2 separate regions of the Gasterosteus aculeatus genome follow, and region 1 is linked to region 2. The links are chromatin contacts, called in public Hi-C maps. All regions are on one chromosome and are shown on one strand. Each heading gives the region's core, a stretch centred on a gene start, on an enhancer-like site or on the middle of the called end of the contact. The rest is flanking DNA. Distances are from core to core; before and after follow the strand shown.

Evidence for each region. A called contact is a pair of places that touch in the nucleus more often than the background predicts.
Region 1: a Hi-C map of skeletal muscle shows a contact between it and region 2, with 4 times the contacts expected there. The contact joins the promoter of ulk1b here to the enhancer-like site in region 2. A contact is called at or near these places in 2 of 6 Hi-C or Micro-C datasets (both in skeletal muscle).

The regions. Positions count from the first base shown.
Region 1 is chr14:10,095,898-10,098,597 of fGasAcu3.hap1.1, forward strand. It overlaps ulk1b (unc-51 like autophagy activating kinase 1), which reads left to right and starts at 1,266. Exons shown (of 27, transcript XM_078088435.1): 1 at 1,266-1,966; 2 at 2,617-2,700. The coding sequence starts at 1,877.
Region 2 is chr14:9,888,933-9,891,632 of fGasAcu3.hap1.1, forward strand. No RefSeq gene overlaps it. Among protein-coding and RNA genes, the nearest start is that of trabd2a, 55 kb to the left of the region's middle. Within about 2 kb of position 1,294, at least 2 of the 9 cell types and tissues checked have open chromatin away from gene starts, as enhancers often do.

The sequences.
Region 1 (2,700 bases), core at 16-2,515, 210 kb after region 2:
TTCCTTGCAATTAACAGCAACACCCCCTCCCTCCCATCAAAGCATCAAATAAACCAACAAGTGAAAGGCTGTGATGGTTTTGTCATTACTTTTTTTCTGTTTTCATGTCTGTATGCAAATTATTCTGAATTAACATGAGATGAATATGCATGCTCACATTATAGTTTTTCATTCAAATTCAATCCGTGTGATACTGCTTGTGATCGGAATGACATGTCTCTTCCCATATTTGATGGGTGATAATATTGATTTCTTTTCTCTTTGGTTACCATAGTTACATCATCATCGGGCCATCTGTGTAGTGAGCTTCACCCTTTTTTTCCAGTTTTTGTATGTTCTTCTGACCCTAAACACTCCGGCTCCGCTCTAATGCTTTCAACTGCTTTTGTTTAACAGTTGCAAGGAAATTATCAGTTGACACATCAGGTGACAAATAAAGGTAATTCTCATCTGGGGATAAATCTTCCCCTGCGGAGCCCGTGATAATGAACAAAGATCATCATTAAATGAACATGATGATAGTCATTTTCTCGTCCTAGTGGTGATTTTAATAACATTGTAATTGTGAGGTCACCAATTTAAAGTCGTGTCAAGGAAATATGGTGTTAATCCCCCGTTCTAAAAGCGTGGAAAAAAATCCACACACTGAAACCAATTTAGTTTTTTGCGTTTATTTATTATTAGTATTCAGACGCTGGTAAAAGAAATGTTAAGACATACATAAAACAATTGTCGGTTGCTACTGATTGTCTCAGGATCAGGAATCAGGAATCAGGAAACATTTATTAGCCAAAATATGTCAAACATACAAGGAATTTGTCTTGGCGGTTAGTGCGCGACAGTAGACAGACAAGACAACAGTGCACAAGTAATAAAATAAAGTGGAATGAAATGCTAATGCAATGGGTTAGTAGAATAAGGCTAAGGCTATGGGTTAGTATAAAACAAGGGAATAAAGTTTAAAAAATGTAAATATTAAAAAGTTAAAAAGAAAAATATTAAGCATAAAGTGCACTAACGAACAAGTAACAGACAAGAGACAAAGTGACAAGTGACGACAAAAGATATTTTATATTTAATTTAATTAATTACACGAAGAATTCATTACTACGCGATTGGTAATGCGTATTAAGACTTTATTTTTTCCTAATGGTTCTTCCTAATAAATAAATTCCCCGGTTTTTAAATCCAAAGTAAAACTAAAAGTAACTCAACCCGCTTTCGTTTTATGACCGAGGAACCGGGAAGTGACGTCACACTCACAGCTGTAGCTTCCCCGCGCATGCGCCCTCTTGCAGAGGCTGGACGCCGTCTGCTTTGTTGGTGCCATCGATTCTTCGACTTTCGACGAGTCGACTGCGAATTTGCAAGATACAAACAACACCGATTACATTGTTTTCCGGTCTTTGGACGTTGTTCGCTCGTTTTAAGGCCACAGCGCGCGCTTGTCTCGCCTTAGACGACAAGAGCGAGGACCCGTCTTGTATATAAACAAAACACAGCCAGCTTCCTTTAAGGTGGCACGCCGGAGAGCTGCAGCAACAACAACAACAACAACAATCCGATTCCCGTTTGTTTAGCTATCGAACTCCGCGTCGTCCGCGATGGGAATCGCCGCAGAGCTTCGCTGGGAGTGACGCTCCGAAACGCGTGCGTGCGAACATGAGAGAAGAGGCCGGTTTGTTGTCACGAAGGCAGCTCATGGCAAGTGAACGAGGGGCCGGACATCCCCGACGAAGCCGCTGCCGCCGCCGCTGCTGCTGCTGCTGCCCCACTCGCCCCGCGCAGGAGACCGCGACCCGGCAGGGTGATCCGACGCGCCCGGTCACCCGCGCGGCCCTCGAGTAGCAACTCTGCGATCCGCCTCCGACGCGCCATGGAGACGGTGGGGAAGTTTGAGTTCAGTCGGAAGGACCTGATCGGACATGGCGCATTTGCCGTCGTCTTCAAAGGCAGACACCGAGAGGTCAGTGTCACCTGGTCGTCCGACGTACGCACAACACATGAATATGCGTTGCGTTTCCTGTTGCAAAGAAGATGTGGGAAATGAAATGAAAGGTCCGGCGCTGATGTTCGCCGTTAATCGCATTTTATCGGCCAGCTGGCGTATTTGTTGTCATCGCGCGGCCTTAAGAGGCCCGAGAGCTCGCACAGGATGCTGCTAAAACACAACACAGTTGAAGGATAAAATGCGTATTTTCTGATCCATGTGACCTTTTCTTAATGCGTGCATCGTCGCTTTATTCTTCGGCTTGTTTGGCAGATGCTGCACGTCCATAATCCCGTTGCATTAGAAAGTAGAGCAGTGAAGCTGAGAAAGCATCACGCTAAGGCCATTGACGAACAAGTTGCAACATGCCCAGAATCAAACAGTAGATCTCATAATGGATTCGCAGTAATTGCACACATATGTAATACATCACATATGCTTAAACCGATGATACAGAGTCAAAGTCTTGTTTTATGCAAATGGTTAAATGGATGTTGATTGTGCAGAGACGTAAGTTTTCTGTTAGCACCACTGACTCTTGTACAGTAGAGCCAAGATGGTAGATCTAAATAAACACACAACAATGCAATGCAACACACCCCTAAGAATACAATGTCTCCTTCTAGAAACACGACTGGGAGGTGGCGGTGAAGTGCATCAACAAGAAGAACTTGGCCAAATCCCAAACGCTGTTGGGGAAAGAGATTAAA
Region 2 (2,700 bases), core at 44-2,543:
TTCGGAAATACTTCAGCGTTGCTGATCCTGGGCCTGATCCAGAGGAAAGGAGAGGCCAGCTTTACACAGGCGCTTTTGACCATATGGTAATAGGGAGAATGAAACAAAAGAAGTATTCAGACATAAATCAGAGTTGTCAAAAAATATTAGTAAAATACAAATTGCGGCAAATGGGTTAATAAATGAGGCAGCCTGCAAGCGGTTACAAAGTTATTATGGTTCTATTTCTAAAGTTATCTTTCATTTCTGTATGTTCCACACCTCAAAAATAGTTATTTTGTATTAGTATTCTTGTTGTCCTCATGTGTTGCACTGCAAATGTTACATAAAAAACAGAAGGTGACATATGAGTGTATACAGTGTAACCAGTATGTATTAAATATCTTTTATTGATTAGATTAATACCCATTTTAATAAAATGATCAGATAAATGCTATTATTATCTAACTAAGAGCTGAAGTATTGGAAAAAAATTGTCAGCAAAACAAGCTGTGGCTTTAATTCCTGCTCCTGCTTTGCTAAAGATAGCTGACAGTAAGAGACACCATATGTAGCCTTATTTTGTTTTAACTGCGGACCCTTATTGCCAAAACTCCATTCATAACGTGTTGTAAAAAGTAAAACAAAGTATAGTAGTTTTTTTTCCGACAAACTTTAAATTTCTTTTTCAACATGTTATATTATGTTTCTAATGTGCTTTTTTTATTATTCTATATTTTGACATTCTTTTTTTTTAATACTACGCAATTAATTGCAATGTTTTTTTAAATACTTCCTAGGCTTTTACCTTTTCCTGACATACTATGTCTATGTCTGTTTTTTGACAAACTAAAATGAGAATATTTAGGTTTTCTTTTTAACATTCTGCATTTTGATTGATCACAACACTTAATAACTTACTACACTGTGACTTTCTTACAACACACAATACTGTACCTCGTTCTCACCATATTTTAGTTAATGATCCTGTACAGGAAAGAAGAAATCTATAGATACCAGTATTTTCTGATTTCAATACGTATACAGAGTTATTGCCTGCGTCCTCTCTCTTTGGGTTATGTTTCCTCTTTGCACATCCCACCATAAACTGTGGTCAGCCCAACACACACGCATAAACTCCCATATGCATCTCTACCTTTCCCATCTCTGTACCTTCCGCCTTTCTCTGCCGCACTGATTCTTCAGTCGTGTTTTCAAACGACTATCTATTAAATTGCCATTATAAGAGAGGGAAATGATGTTGTTCCTGGCAGGAGTTTATTGGAGAGTGAATGTACGCTCCCACACATGGAACCTCTCATTAACTCGGTGGATAATTACAGCCCTGCAGCACAGAGGCTCGGGCAGGGATCGAGGCCTGGCACCGAGTCATCATGGTGTCTCAGCTGATAAGACTAACTCTTCTCCTATTTATGCATGCGCTTTTAATGGGAGTCACTCCACCAATGGTTTGCTTTATTGATGGTGGCTGCCTCTTGCTCAAAGAGAACAGAGCATGAACCAGCCATATAGACGAGCACAGCTAGGGGGGGGGAATTAATTGCATGAGCAAGGGCAACTTAAGACTCCTTCACTGACTGACCGGCTTACCAGGAAAGTAATAAGTACTTTCACTGATTTAATGGATTGTCACAACGACAGCAGCAGCAGCAGCAGCAGCAATGTGCTGATCGTTTTTGCCCCTGTTCCCGTCATGTGAAGTGGTTAAACAACAGCAGGTGAAGGGCCAGAAAAGCAATACAAAAAAAGACATACAGTATTTATGCCTCCTCCTGCTCCTATGTGTGTTGGGCAGGATGGGCTCATTAATTCATGATATCTGACAAGAAAAATATATTTTATTTAGGCATCCATTTGACCAGTTTCTACTTAAAAGTTGAATCATTCTTTAATCACAAAGAGGAAGGTCTTACAGCAAGAGACTTATTGGATCATTTGGATTATGGAGTAGGAAGCAGAAAACTGCCCCGCACCCACGTGTCAAAACCTTGACAGTGAAGCTTTTCTAAGGACATTTCAGGCCGTTCCTTTAGGCCGAATATATCACCCTTCTGAAAGACGCATGGTGCTACAAACCCCTCAGAAAGTTCCCACCCATTCTTTCCACCTCACACATGTAAGTGTGAAGTCTCTCAAAGTTCCCTTTGACCATTTTGGGTTCTTTCCGAGCAACCCGACCCAACATTGCACATAAGGCACCTGTGATCGGCTCCTCGACCTGTCATGATCAATTTGAAATACAAAAATGTGAGAAAATAGCAGAAAAGTCACAGAAATAAAAGGCAAAGCAAAATAAACCCTGCAAATACTGCTGTCTCACATGTTAACATGTTTGTTGAGCGGGGCCTAATTGTCTGCAATAAAATAGCTGAAGGCCAAAATCTCTATGTTCCACTTGATATTTTAAAAAACTGTGGTAGTGGTTGTGGTATGTTGTATGTACGGAGACCATTGGTTTTATGAACTTGGTTTCAGAGGGACAGGCACCAACTCCAAGTACAAGTCTGCTGTCCGTCCAGGCTTACCATGATTACATCTTATCATGTTTTCATGGAAATTCTCCATCATGTCGAGGAAATGCAACGAGGCAGATTTAAAAGGATGATGTATATCACTGAATTGCTGAAAAAGGCTGCTAACTCAATATGTATTAAACTCAAAGACAGTTTTAATTACAAATATATATATATATATATATTA